Regions from separate parts of the Mus musculus genome. Here regions 1, 2, 3 and 5 are each linked to region 4. The links are chromatin contacts, called in public Hi-C, HiCAR-type, HiChIP or PLAC-seq and promoter capture Hi-C maps. All regions are on one chromosome and are shown on one strand. Each heading gives the region's core, a stretch centred on a gene start, on an enhancer-like site or on the middle of the called end of the contact. The rest is flanking DNA. Distances are from core to core; before and after follow the strand shown.

Region 1 (2,700 bases), core at 47-2,546, 2.2 Mb after region 4:
ATTAATCTTGAAGAAAAAAATAACAGGCTACGTCTCTTTTTATGCATTTATTTATTTCCCAACTTTGGGGTTAAGAAACCTACGTCCTGTAAATAGGTACTTGTTAGGGAAACTGCTTATTCGGAACTTCGAGGGCCCTGTTTGTTATGAAGGCACTTAGCAAACAAAGGTTTTTTTTCCCCCTTGATGAACTAGTACCAGACGATACGGCTCATGGTTCCGTGATGGAGCCAGACGCTGCCTGATGCTTACCTAGGCAGAACACTTTCTGGTGAGGCAAACCTGTTGATTGGGGGCTACTCAAAGAAAATCCCTCCCCTATTCCCTCTGGAGTTTCTCTGAAATTACTACCCACCCACCCCCCACCTCCACCTCCACCCCACCCCCACAGCTGTGCAGTCTTGGGGCGGGGCGCTGTACCTAATCCACCTGTTTGTTTACCTCCTGCTTTCTCATCTGGGATCTAAGACAGTAAACCCTACCCTCCAGGGGAAAGAAAAACAAATCATTCACTGCCCATCTCTGGTGGCCCACGAAGGCAGCAGCATATAGAATGTACCTAAGGTGGCCCAGATATGCCTCCGCGGGTGCAAAAAATTAATTCAAGCCCTCGGGCCTCTGAACCCCCCATACTTGAAAGTACAGGTCAAGACCTGAGAGTTAACAATACCAGGGCCGAAGTTTTCAAGAGCTCTGGACCATCCCTAGATACAGGAGCTCACGTGGGTCAGCTGACCATCATCACCTCCCCTTGGAGACTGGACACCCGCAGCAAGGGTGACAGCCACTCACAGGGAAGTGCGTCTAGAGGAAAGTTGAAATGGGTGACTACCTGTTTCAGACAGGTGACCAAGCAAGTGGGACCAGGCTTCACTTCCACCGCAGAGGCCCCCGCAACCCCCCCAGCCAGGCCACATCCGGCCATGGGCGCCCCAAGGTGACCTGCCCTCTGGGGCGCCCCCACCCAGCCCGAGCGCTCACCAGAACAGCAGGTTGGCACCCAGGAAGGTGAGCAGGCTGCGCAGCGGCCTCTTCCAGCTCAGGAGCTCGTCTGCGCGCCAGCCCAGCCACAGCACGGGTTCCCCGAGCAGCCAGGTCAGGGCGGCGGCCACCCTCCCGGCGGCCTCCTCCACCTGCGGCCCCGCGCCCTCTGGCCCTGCTTCCTCTCCGGGAACTCCAGGCCGCGGCGGCTGCTCCTCGGTAGCCGGGCATCCTTGTGTGGCGTGCTCCTCGGGCGCCGGGCTCGCCATCTTCAGCGGTGTTTTGCTGGCGGGGACGGGGATGGGGACGGGGACAGGGAGGGAGGCGGGCGGGCGGGTGGGCGGGCACGCGCGCGCGCGCGCCTGGCGGTGAGCGTCGGGAGAGCAGCGGAGACAACGGGGGACCGGTCGGGGCGCAGGGTGCGCACCGCGGGGTGCTGGCGGCTGGGTGCCTTGTGACGTCAGGCCTGGCCGCGCCGGGAAAGAGGGTGCGGTCAAGTTCGTGTAGGGGCGGGGCCGCCCTGGGTCTGGCTGCACATCCTGGGCTCGGATCCGTGGGTGCTAGCTGGGCGGCGTCCCTGGAGAGCCTGGGACCAACGAAAATACTTCCTCTTTCCTTCCAGTTGAGGGGGCCAGGTAGAGGACTCGCCCCCAAGGGAAGTCTGGGCTTTGGATTTTAAAAGGGGGAAGGTGGTGCATTCTCACTTTCTCCAGCCAGAGCAGACAAGTCGTCCATCCTTTAGTATTGAAGAAAATAGCTGGGTGCCCCTGGCCATGTATTTTAGCACTTAGGACTCAGCCCTTGTCCAGGTCCCTTGCAGGAACACCCTGCCTAACTGTGTCAGATAGAAACGCTGACTTGGGAAAGGAAGAAAAGCACACTTGGAGTCAAGGAAGAACCGGTTTGGCCCTCTGATTTCAAGAGTGAGGACCCGCCAGACCACAGGGCACACGCTGGTGAAAGTCGCTTCCAGTTAAGTGAGTTGTTCTTTGCAGAATGTCATTGAGCTGATCAGGAAGCAGAGAAGGCAGAGGGTGGCCTGTGGCCTGCCTCTGCTAGTGTGCCAAGTTTTAGAGGTGTTTCAGTAGATCCGATGTGCCTGTCACAGGGCGGCCTCAGAGGTCGAAGAATACCGGAGCTCCCCATGTGGTTCTCCTGGTTGTGGGAAAAACTAAAGGACTGCTGTGCATGTCCAGTCTCTGTTCGTTTCTCTAGAATGAAATCCCCTCCTGCAATCATGAGAGTCGATGCATCAGGGGTACCTGGTATCCTCTGGGCATACTCTGTATCCAGCCTGCATTCACGGGATGAATTTGGTGCGTTCTCAAAGCAAAGAGAGACCACCGCCCCTGGGTTAAAGTTTGTAATGCTAATCTAGAGGGCCTCTGTGTCTATGAATGTAAACATTTATTTACACATTACAGGCTAGACGTGGACAGTTATCTAAATGAATGTTGTATTTGAAGGAATCACAAGTCTAGGGTTCACACAAAAGTTGGTTGACCACCCACTGTGTGCCTGGTACACTGCTGGGTCCTGTGGATGTGACTTCTACCTGCAAGAGACTCACAGTCCAAAAGGTATCACTTACAATTGATAAACGCTGTGATGGAAATCCTCAGTGCCAAGAGATTTCTCCTTTAAACTGCATCCAAAAATCAGGTTTCAGAAGGGTTTGGGATGTAGCTCTTGACTTGTTAAAGCTCAGAGACTCACGGT
Region 2 (2,700 bases), core at 90-2,589, 2.4 Mb after region 4:
CTCACCCTGACTTTTCAGCAAAAAATCTCATCAGCCTCTCTCAAAGTCAGCTAAGTTTACTCTGAGCCACTTCAAACCTCAAAACTTAAACAGAATTTATTAAATAAACACAACCAAGAAAGGAATCGGGGCCAAGAAACCAGAGCGGCTCTCCATCCCTGGGGGAAAAGGGAACTTTCAAGTCCCGTCTCAAGTAACTGTGGTGTCCCGCCCTCAAAGACCCTAAAGCGGGCATCGGTTTCATCTTCTAAAATAACCATTGTTTGCCCTAAACAAATTTTATTTAAACTCGAATTCAAGATCTGCCAAAAAAAATGGCATTAAAAACAAGATCATTCGGTCTCGTACTCTGGAATTATCTGCAAACCCGACCTGAGCAGTACTAGTAAAGTAAGGACCCCAGACTTGAAAGCCCAATGAGGCAGGGCAAGCAGTGACCGAGGACCCAGCCGGCCGGCTCACACTTCGTTAGCCGGCTCCTCTGGAAGCCACAGGAAGCCCGCACGTTCAGCAAAGGAAGTCCCAGACCTTTCTTGGAGCAAGGCACCTCCCGGCTGCGCCTTTTACCGCGTTTCCTGCACCCGAGCCGTCCGGTCCGCAGCTCTCCCCCACCCGGCGCCCGGGGACTCACCTGGCGCGGAGTGTCAGCTAGCCACCCACGCCCGGGGACATGCGAGCGCAGGACAAACTCAAACCTGCCTAGGCTTACTCATCCGAGACTCGGGGCCGGCGGAGGGAGTGGGGTTTCAGGAGATTCCCACAAAGTTTCCCCTCCTGGGGACGCGCAGGCGCTGGGGCGCGCTCGGTGTGCCGGTCCGGGTCCCGGTCTCAGCCAGGTCCTCCCCGCCACTCACTCACCTCGGGAAAGAAGCTGTCCATTGTTCCGGCGCCCGCACCTTCCCGGCACGGCTCCAGTCGCGGAAGTCAGCGCAGCGGCAGGTCCCGGGAAGCCACGCGTGTCACGGTGCGCCTCGGGGCGACTCCAGCCCGCGGAGCCGCCGCTCTGCCATCCCCCGGTCGCTGCTGCTCCTCCGCACCTTTTGTCCGCGTCTCGGACCTCCTCTGTCCCAACCACAGCCTTTGTCTCTCCTTCCTCCAAGTTCCTCACTTCTGGGCGAAGTGCTCCCGGGAGGAGAACAGCTGGTGGCACATTCTTCCCGAGCTGGGGGAGGGCCGGCAAGGGGCTGGCGACGCGCCTGCCTCCCTTGGAGCTCCGCCGGGGGCGCTCGGTCCCAGCGGGGGTGGGGTGGACGACTTCGGATCACCAGCAAACCAACAACGGTGAGCTCTCCCGCCCCAGGCGCGGCCGGCTCTCACCAGCTCTCCGGTCTCGCTTACCCTTGTGCTCGGTCCGCCCCGCCCTCAATCCCAGCCCCCAATATATAACCACGCCTCCACGAGTAAAGCCACGCCTCCTACGGACCTGGCCCCGCCCCCAGAAACTCCTCCAACCTGCGGAGACTGAGCGTCTGCTCTCAAATATACCCAAACCCCGCCTACTCGACTCCTGGTCACGCCCATTATAGCCCCGCCCACAGCCTGCTCGGGCTTCCTACATGCCGCGCCCTCTCCCAGCTACCACCCAAACCACGCCCACCGGATGCGCGGCCCCGCCCCTCGGAGCCCTGCCCTGTGCTTTCCCTGAGAGCGGCGGGTGCGCGGAGTCCCAGCTACCGCCTAGATCCACTCTGAATCCATAGAGCAGTGTGCTTCTCCTGGGTCTTCTTGCCACCGGCCTAGGCGCTATTAGATGACTTGACTCTTCCCTCTGATCGTAGATACTAGAAAGTTACCCGGGACTGAAGAGGAGGGGCCCCACGGCGGTGAATGTTAGACACCCCAAGAACCTGCTCCACGTGGATCTCATCATTGCGACTCTATCGTGCGATCCCAGGACAGGAAGCGGAAAACAGGAATCTGAACTTTTGAAAGCTGCTTTTCCTTGTTGAGTTTCTCTGCTCCAAGTGGGTTTTTTGATAGCCACAGGGAAATGTTTTGTATACTGGAAGGGGACGTGTCCTATAGCACTTGTAACTGTAACCTCTTTTTCTGGACGTAAAGGAAGTAGAGCAGATGCGAGAGAGATGGGTAATTGCTCTCGGTTCACCAGGAGTCAGTCCTGATTCTCACCGAGACAACTCCAGCTTTATTGTGGCCAGGAATCTGGGGATCCTGTAACACGGACTGGGATTCCTAAGTCTGCTTTCCTAACAGGAGTCCAGAGGGCCCTCCAAAGCTGGTGCTTGGCCCACTGCAGAAAGAACTCCCAACAGCTCAGAAGGAGTTTCCTTCTGTAGCAGTTTAGCAAGATCAGGTCACCCAAGTACTGGATCTATGAACCCTTTGAACCAACCGGCTGGGTGTTGTCAGACTCACTCCGGAACCACACAGCTGGTCCAGCAGCAGGTTGTTAACTGGCAAGCTGGGAACAACAATGAACTGACTTGAGAAGTTCTACTTAAAGGATTTGTTAACTGCCAGCCGCTTGAGAAAGATACTTTCCAGGGCAGTCTTTCTGGAAACAGACACAGCCTTCACTATCCCAAGCTGCACCCTGCCTGGTTAGGTACCCGCTTCTTAGGTTTTTTTTTTTTTTTTTTTTTTTTTCCAGATGTTGGAAGATCAATCACATATTTGGCTTTTTCTTGATGTCCTATCCACCTGCAGTTGGGAGAGTCGAAGCTTGTGCTCAGACTGAAT
Region 3 (2,844 bases), core at 303-2,802, 2.0 Mb after region 4:
CCTTCCTGATCCAAACTAAAAGAATGTTTTGCCCGTTAAGAATGCGCCTCTACTCTTTTATTCTGTTTTTAATCAATGCCCTAGGTCCTGGATCCACCACAGAGACGCAGACAGACAAAGTGCCCTGTGGAAATGAAGAGCAGTGAGGCATTTAAACCACTTCTGCCCTCACTCTAAAATGTCCTATAGAAATCCCCAAATACTGTTCCCTTTCGGGTCCACACGAAGTTTGGTGCGTCCGGGAGCAAGCATAAGAATGGAGGTCTACAGCCCGGCAGTGGTGGCACTCGCCTTTAACCCCAGCACTTGGGAGGCAGAGGCAGGGGGATTTCTAAAGTTTAAGGCCAGCCTGGTCTACAGAGTGAGTTCCAGGACAGCCAGGGCTACACAGAGAAACCCTGTCTCGAAAAACCAAAAAAACACCAAAAAAGTATGGAGGCCTACAATCCATCTGCTTAACTAGTTAAAAGTCATAAACCAGGAAACATCTTTAAATCCAGGCGGGATGCCCTGGGCCTGGAACCCCACTCCCTCAAAGGCTGCGGTAAAAGGATAAGAAGAAAGTCAGGGTCCAGCCTGGGAATGGATGTCGCAAAGGTAAACACTGAAGAAGGCTCGGGCTGGGGGCCTCAGGGGAGGGCGACATCGCTGAACGTGGACCCAGCCCTTCGTCTCCATCGCGATGTCTCCCGGAGCCTCCCGCTCGCCCCAACCCCGACAGGACCCTTACCTACCTTCGTCTTCGTCGTCTTCCTCCTCTTCCTCTCCCTCCTCCTCTCCGTCCTCCCACTGCTGCTTCGCCAGCTTCTTCGCCTGCTGTTCGAACCACTGGAGCCGGGGCGGCTTCTCCGTCGGGTCTCGCTCCGGGACGCCCCGTGCGCCCGCCGCCGCCCTCCCGCACTCGTCCGTGGGCACGAAGGGCGCTTTCTTGGGGGACGTGGAGGGCTGGGCCTTGATGGCCTGCTGGATGGCGGCGTTCACGGCGTCCTTGTCGACGCCGTCCGCGCCCAGCCCCTTCTCCAGGTTCTTGGCGTTCAGCAGCTCCACGCGCCGGCTCGCGGCCCGCACCGCCTTCCGCTCCAGCTCGGCGTGCCGCCGGGAGCCGAGGTGGTTCTCGTAGGCGTTGAAGGTGGCGAACTTCTTGCCGCACGCCGTGCAGTAGGTGGCCGCGCCCTTGCTCGCCTCCGCCGCCTCGGCCACCGCGCGCTGCGCCCGCACCCGCTCCTGGAAGCCCTCGGCCGTCACCGGGGCCATGGCGGCCACCTTGCGCCGCAGGTTGTAGCGGTGCCAGTCCGTCTTGTAGTGCGCCCGCTGCAGCTCCGCGTCGCGGAACGCCACCCGGCAGGTGATGCACGTGAGAGCCGCCATCCCCGGGCCCGGAAGACAGAGACGACCCAGCCGAGAACCTTCTAAGCCTGACCGGCCGCCTTCTAGTCCCACAAACGCAGAGAACCTCCTTCGCCCACAGCCAGGAAAAGACACACCAGACACCAGCTTCCGGGCTCTAAGTGAGGGAACTTCCGAGTTCTAAGTGAGGGAACTTCCGACTCGCACAGGAAACTCTTGGCAGCTGGCTTAAGAAGGCCCGCCTGGGTCCCCGGAAATGACGAAGTTTCATGTCGCTCTCTTCGCGCCTGGATCCGCCCTGTCAATCAAAGGTGGGCGTGTGCCTGGAGGATGCCGCTGCCTCCTGAGGGCTTAGCGGTTGTGTCGCTTGCCGTGACGAGGTCAGAGGGATGGGCTTGTGAGGGAAAGAAGGGCGTGGGTGCCTGGGATGGTTCTGGGACTGCTCTTGAGAGATGGATCCCGTCAAGACTGTCTCTCGCGCCTCTGGAAAGGGGGATCAAACGTGGCGACAGCGTGGAACTTCCGGAGGCCAAACCGACCCAAGCTCTTTGCAGCGAAGGGGGCGGTCAGAGCTCTTGAACAGAAAAGATTCCCTGCTGGGAGCCGAAAGTACAGCCTAGCCACTGTCCCACAAAATATAATCCGAGCCACATGTGAGATTTTTAAATCCAAGTAGCCATATAAAAAGTCAAAGTAGAGACTATGCCCGGGCCTAACAAACACAGAAGTGGATGCTCACAGTCAGCTATTGGATGGATCACAGGGCCCCCAGTGGAGGAGCTAGAGAAAGTAACCTTATAGGTGGAACAACAATATGAACTAACCATTACCCCCAGAGCTCGTGTCTCTAGCTGCATATGTATCAGAAGATGGCCTAGTTGGCCATCAGTGGAAAGAGAGGCCCATTGGACTTGCAAACTTTATATGCCCCAGTACAGGGGAACGCCAGGACCAAAAAGTGGGAGTGGATGGGTAGGGGAGTGGGTGGGGGACCGTGTGGGGGACTTTTGGGATAGCATTGGAAATGTAAATGAAATAAATACCTAATAAAAACAAACAAACAAAAAAGTCAAACTAGGTGAAGTTGCTTTTAATGATCGAAATACTCTTTCAGCATCTAAAACTTTAAAAGGATCTATCTGTGATTTTACGCTCCATCGTGGGTACTAAACCTTGGAGACCCTGTGTGTATAACAGCAGCAATTCATATCAGTTCGATTTTTTTTTTCTTGAGACAGGGTTTCTCTGTGTAGCCCTGGCTGTCCTGGAACTCACTCTGTAGACCAGGCTGGCCTCGACCTTCAGAAATCCACCTGCCTCTGCCTCCCAAGTGCTTGGATTAAAGGCGTATGCCACCACTGCCTGGCAAATCCTCTGTTCTATCCCTGCCTTTAACTCACCCTGATTCAATGTCAATTGTTCTAACAGGTTAAGCAAGTATATTTTTGGTATTGTGTTAGAAATCCGTTGCTATGCTATTCTGCCTGAATATCTTTC
Region 4 (2,700 bases), core at 199-2,698:
TGAGAACCATAGAAACGCTCCATCTGTGGTAAAATACTTACTCTGCAAGCATGGGAACCTGAATTCAGTTCCTCGGTATTCCAGCTTTTTACTGCAGCTTGGGCACTAGGGAGGCAGAGATGGGAGGATCTTTATGTATTGCTAGTCAACTGTCTAACTAACCAAGGAACTCCAGATTCAGTGAGAGACTCTGCTCCAAAAAAACTAAGGTGAGAAGTGGATGACTGAGTTAGACACTGGGTACCTACCTCTTGTATTCATATAAACACAGACCCAAAACACAAATGTCGATAGTGCGTGCAGGCACACATGAGAGGCAGAGAGACAGTCATCAAAACGCTAGGTGTTTCCAGGGCCAATTAATTGACAGAGCAAGAAAATACAGGCATATGTACTATCATGCGGTCCAAAATATAAGCACACAGCTGTAGATCTTTACACACACCTATTGCAAGGTGAACACAAATTCCTATGGGTGTCTTCAAACTTCATCCTGACCGAAACCAAGCCTTCTAGCCCTTTTCCCTTGCTTGTCTGAGACTGCCAAGGGGAAAAGATCTGGTGGTCACTTAATCATCGTTCTCCCGTTAAACATAGGTGCGGGGTGTAGTTTGATGGAATTTGTTGATCTGTTTTCTCCTGCATGTGATTCTCAATTACCCGGCGCCCATTCCTTCACTGCACTCATCTTGCAGCCGTGACATAAAGCAGAATTTGATATTCCACACATCTGATTTAACGTACATTTTCTTTAAAAGTCCCTTTCCTCTGGTCTCCCCTGCCTCCATCATCTTCCCACTACATCTGGGTAGCCTGAGGACCCAGCACACTTGGGAGATGGGGATTCCCCGCAAGCACCCCCTCTCTCGCGCCTGCTTTTTACATACAAGGAGACGGTAGACTAGAGCAGATAATCTGTTTTCACTGCCTCTCTGCTCATTCAACAATTATCCCGCCCCTTCTACATGCCAGTGACAGCGCTGTGCCTGCGAAGGCCACACCAGCTCCATATCCTGGTCGCTCGGCCCCGCGGGTGACATAAATAATAATGAAAACGCTCCAGCGCTAGGACCGCTTGCAGTGCAGGCGCGAGAGTCCTGGCAGGGGGCGCAGTGCCCGTCCTGGAAGGCCAGTGTGGCTCGGTCACACTTGTTCCTGCTCCTCCCAGGTTTGGAGCAGCCCTGGAGGAGGAGACCTGGCCCGCTCCACGTTCTCTCTCAGCCACTCCATTTCGCCCTCCGGGCTCCCAGGCGCGGCTCCGCCCCTCCAGGACCCGCCCACAAAAGGCCCCGCCCACCAGCCGAGCCCACGCTCCGGCCGCTAACGAAGCTCTCCGGAAATTCCCGAAGCCCCTCTTTTTCCTTCCTCTCCTTTCCCTGCTCTCCCTTTCCTTTCACCCGGGCTCCCTCGGCCGTGATTTCTCCCTCCCCCTCCTTCCTTCCCCGTCGGAAAGCAAGATGGAGGCTCGCTGCTGCCGCCGGCGTTCGTGATCGCGGAGCTTCGCAGCCCCGGCCCCCGCCCTCGCGTGTCCGCGCCGCTGCCCGTGCCCCGGCCGGCCACGCCGAGGCCGTGGCTCCGCGCGCCCGCTCCGCGCCAGGCTCGCGGCTCCCGGGCGGTGTCCTCGTCTATGTGGGCGCGCTCCTCGGGCCGAGCCGCCGCCGCCCGCCGCCCCGGGGCTGTGCGTCCGCGCGCCGGGCGCGGGCAGCTGGGTGCTCGGCGCCGCCAGGCCAGGCGCAGGCGGCTGGGTGCGCGGAGCTAGGGGCGCGGGGCCCGAGGCGGGCTCGTCCGCCGCCGAAGCCATGAGCGGCAGCAGCGGCGGTGCCACCGCCCCGGCCGCGTCCTCCGGCCCCGCGGCAGCGGCCAGCGCGGCGGGCTCCGGCTGCGGGGGCGGCGCCGGCGAGGGCGCCGAGGAGGCCGCCAAGGACCTAGCCGACATCGCGGCCTTCTTCCGATCCGGTGAGTACCGCGGTTGCCCCGCGCGCTCGGCCGGCCCGGCGCGCCCGGATCTCCGGCCCGGTATAGCCCTGCGCGCTCTCGTCCCTGTCGCCGCATCGGGGCTCTGCGATCCACGCCGGCGTGTCAGGTTACCCACGCCGCCCTTGTGCTGCGGCTCGTCCCGGGCGCCTTCACTCGCTTTCCCGGCGCTCGCCCCTCGTGCCAGGCTAGACACCCCTCGGCCTCCCGTTTCAGCGGCCACGGCCCCGCGGGTAGGGGCGCCGGCTCTTTGTCTCTTGCTGGAGGGCCGAGGAGGCGGCGGCGGGGACGGCGTGGGCGGAGGCCGGTGTCCCGGAGGACGAGCTCACCGGGACCGGGGACAGCAGCTCTGCCCTGTAATAGCTTTTGGGCCGCTGGTAGCTGGACCACCAACCCCATTATCAGCGAGTGTCCCGACTCGGGGCTCTAGCCTGTCATCCAGCCTTGGTGTACGGTTCTGTGAAACGGGGCAGCCATCGCACCTCAGCCCAGGAACCGAGGACGGTGGCCGAGCTGAGGCGGCGGTCGGGTCGAGCCATTGTTTCTGGGGGAGGCCCGGGAAGGACATCTGGGACCGTGGTGGCCCTTGGGAGAGGCGTGGGACCAGGGCTGGCGGGCACTGCGTGGGTGGCGTGGACCTGGAGGCAGTGAGGGGCAGTTTAGGGTCCGCTCTGGCGAGCCGGAGGTGGCCGAGGAGGAGGCTAGCCCGGAGCCCGGCGGGCGGGA
Region 5 (2,700 bases), core at 46-2,545, 2.1 Mb before region 4:
CCATGCACAAGCACCCTTGCCAAACCTGGCTGTCAGGCAGCGCTTTCCAGAGCCTCGCTATCTATTGTCAGGACAGAGAAGCCCCCGGAAGCCTGTGAATCCCTCTGAAAATGCTTCCTCGGAAACGCTAAATATAGACCAAAGGGGTCTGGGTCTGGCGAGCAGCGGGAGACTGAAGAAACGGCCATGGACGCATATGACTAAGTCTTTCCATTTTGTTCTAGCCAAACATCGTAATGACATTGAACATAAGGGCAAAAGACTGGAAGGAAGTCTTCCCCGCCCCCACCCCGTCTTCTCCGGTATATTAGGGACGTCATGAATGCAACCGGGTTGCTCTGGAGGGTGGCGGGGAGCAGTCGGTGTTGCCCTATATACGCGTCCTCCGAGGTAGAGGGGTGGCAGGGAGGGGAGCACGCGGAGAAGCCACTTGGTAACCGCTCCAAGAAAGACACTGACCCCGGACCCCGTTGCGGGGAGAGCCGCCTTCCAAGAGGGGAGCCGGTAGGATCGCGGTCCTCCCCCGGGGCAGACAGCACCCCACTGCCGCCCGCCGCCACCCCTAGCCCCGCTGGAAGCGGAGGACCAACCCCCACCGGCGGTGAGCAAGAGGACGACGCCCGGAGGATGCGCCCGGCTCCAGCAGCTCAGCTAAGGCAACTCACCGAACGGCGCGGCGCCCGACTGCTTCCTGGCGAACATGCACCCGCCGCCAAAGACAGCTCCTCAGTCGGGGGAAAGGCGTGCGCGCCGCCGCCCGGCTTCAGAGCAAGGTCCTGACCTTGCCCAGCTGCAGCATCCTCCGCTTTTGTTGTCGGAGCGCGGCCGCGGGACAAGTGATGCTGGCGGGGAGCAGGGGCGAGCGCGGCAGGCGAGAGGCGGCTCCCGACGCGAGTGCGCAGCGCCCGGCCCGGCCGCCCCTCCGAGCGCGGCGAGCGTAGCGCCCCCTGCCCGACTCGGCGGGCGCCGCGGGATGCTCAGGGTTCCGCGGGGCTCCCCGGGCTCGGGCCGGGCTACCGAGCCGCCGCGCCCGCCGCTCCGCTCGGCCGGTTGCCGCCGCGGGCGCGAGCCTGGGCCGCCCTGGCGCCCGGCGCCGAGCGCTCTCGAGCTGCGCCCTGCGCGCCGCCCGCGCCACCTGTGTCGCCGCCGCCGCCGCCGCCGCCGAGAGCGAGGCTCCTCCCGCCGCGCGCCGCAGCTCAGCCTCCGGCTCAGCCGCGGCGGCCGGCTCCGGCGCTTGGCTAGTGAGCGAGCGAGCGTCCGCCCCACCACCGAAACCTGCCCCGGGTGCGGAGCATGCCCAGTGCCGCCGAGAGAGCGCGGCGCCTCGCCACGCGAATTCCACTTCTGGTTTTCGCGGCGGCAGCAACAGCAGCAGAGATGGGAGGAGGCGGCTCAGGTTGGGAGAGGGCCGCGCATCCCCGGGAACAGACAGCACCCGAGATAGAGCCTACGCGGAGAGTTGATTCTGCGGGGCAGATGTTGGTCTGCAAAGGGGCAGCGATTGAGGGGTTTTAGAGTAGCTTGTGAGTTAAGGAGAGCACCGGGCCAGCCATGAAAGCTAGTGGATGGGGGTGGATGTTCTTGTAGATTCTAGGGTTCCAAAGCAAAGAACGCATGACGTCTGTGAAAGGTTCTTTCGTAGTGTTGGGGCCCCATCTCCACCACCTCCTGCTCTGATTATGCTTTATGCAAACTCAGTCTGGTTTTAAAATCTGGAATATGAGTAAACTTCCTACAAGGAAGACCCTTGCTGGATCTAGAGCTTTAATGAATTCTCTTCGTCTTCCTGTCACGTCTCACCCAGTTGTCTTCTTGGACACCTCCACGACTGTTTTCCTCTTCTCTTCCATTGTCCCGTGCTAAAATGAAAACTTTGCTCCTCCTCCACTGACCGCGGTGGAGTCTGTGAAGCTTGCTCCATTTCCAACTGAGATTTCCGAATGTCTCTCAGTTAGTCAGTCATTAGGCAACACAGAGTGCTAAATCTAGCAAGCAAAGTCACACTATGAAAAGTCTTGTTGGAAAACGAAACCCATGCCAAGTTCCAAGGCAGGCAGGCCCTCAGGACCTTCATCTATGTCCCTGTGTGGCTGCAAAGTCTGTCAGTCACATGCAGGACAAATACGTCCCATAATTATTCCACCAAAGATCCTTACTTTGAAGCCAGCCCACCCCACCCTACTCTTTCCCAGAGCCATTTTCTGAGACACAGATAAATGGACCAGGAACCCCGAACTTGTAATAAGAGGGGTTCCAGCTTCAGTAATCTCAGGGACATTTCTATTCAGTTTGCAAGAGATTATCCAACAAGGTCAAAATGCTTGCATTAAATCTGAGATAGCCTCTATTATTCTCTGGAGTTAGTGAAAGGCTGAGGCAAGTGGAAAGAAAAGTTAAGCAGACTAAATATGTAAAGGAACAGACAAGAGATTGAGTAATGACTGTTCACAACAGGGAAATGTGCACCGTCAGTCATTCCATCTACCTCTAGTAGGCTCAGTCTCACTCCCAAAAGTTGTTCTCCAGTGTAGGTTCTCCTTCGAAGCTGGTGTGACATTAACATAGCCTGATTCCTGTGAGGGAAGATATGTGGTCATTTGCAGGTTTGGTTTTTTGTTTTTTTGTTTTTTTGTTTTTTTTTTTCCCACATCAGCTTCAGTTGAATCTGGAATTTGGGGCTTGTAAGGCACACCAGCTGTC

The links. Promoter capture Hi-C pulls out the DNA fragments that hold promoters and counts their contacts. A called contact is a pair of places that touch in the nucleus more often than the background predicts. HiCAR-type assays count read pairs that join an accessible place to other places. HiChIP or PLAC-seq counts read pairs in DNA pulled down with a chosen protein or histone mark.
Region 1: a contact with region 4 is called in a promoter capture Hi-C map of pre-B cells, with 5 times the contacts expected there. The contact joins the promoter of Retreg1 here to the promoter of Trio in region 4.
Region 2: an H3K27ac HiChIP or PLAC-seq map of thymic regulatory T cells shows a contact between it and region 4, with 12 times the contacts expected there. The contact joins the promoter of Myo10 here to the promoter of Trio in region 4. A contact is called at or near these places in 2 of 39 promoter capture datasets (liver and pre-B cells), 1 of 115 datasets of contacts at active chromatin or transcription factors (thymic regulatory T cells) and 1 of 9 other capture datasets (adipose tissue).
Region 3: a Hi-C map of the N1E-115 cell line shows a contact between it and region 4, with 7 times the contacts expected there. The contact joins the promoter of Zfp622 here to the promoter of Trio in region 4. A contact is called at or near these places in 1 of 484 Hi-C or Micro-C datasets (the N1E-115 cell line), 1 of 115 datasets of contacts at active chromatin or transcription factors (astrocytes) and 2 of 9 other capture datasets (adipose tissue and liver).
Region 5: a contact with region 4 is called in a HiCAR-type map of astrocytes, with 6 times the contacts expected there. The contact joins the promoter of Ctnnd2 here to the promoter of Trio in region 4. A contact is called at or near these places in 3 of 39 promoter capture datasets (cranial neural crest, embryonic stem cells and hippocampal neurons), 2 of 484 Hi-C or Micro-C datasets (both in embryonic stem cells) and 2 of 115 datasets of contacts at active chromatin or transcription factors (astrocytes and embryonic stem cells).

The regions. Positions count from the first base shown.
Region 1 is chr15:25,841,894-25,844,593 of GRCm38.p6, reverse strand. Retreg1 (reticulophagy regulator 1) reads right to left here and starts at 1,296. Exons shown (of 9, transcript NM_001034851.2): 1 at 982-1,296. The coding sequence starts at 1,250.
Region 2 is chr15:25,621,189-25,623,888 of GRCm38.p6, reverse strand. It overlaps Myo10 (myosin X), which reads right to left and starts at 1,339. Exons shown (of 41, transcript NM_019472.2): 1 at 859-1,339. The coding sequence starts at 879.
Region 3 is chr15:25,983,074-25,985,917 of GRCm38.p6, reverse strand. It overlaps Zfp622 (zinc finger protein 622), which reads right to left and starts at 1,552. Exons shown (of 6, transcript NM_144523.3): 1 at 735-1,552. The coding sequence starts at 1,368.
Region 4 is chr15:28,024,596-28,027,295 of GRCm38.p6, reverse strand. It overlaps Trio (triple functional domain (PTPRF interacting)), which reads left to right and starts at 1,448. Exons shown (of 57, transcript NM_001081302.1): 1 at 1,448-1,956. The coding sequence starts at 1,800.
Region 5 is chr15:30,171,129-30,173,828 of GRCm38.p6, reverse strand. Ctnnd2 (catenin (cadherin associated protein), delta 2) reads right to left here and starts at 1,295. Exons shown (of 23, transcript NM_008729.3): 1 at 666-1,295. The coding sequence starts at 702. It overlaps Gm31953 (a long non-coding RNA gene), which reads right to left and starts at 659. Exons shown (of 2, transcript XR_875097.3): 1 at 26-659.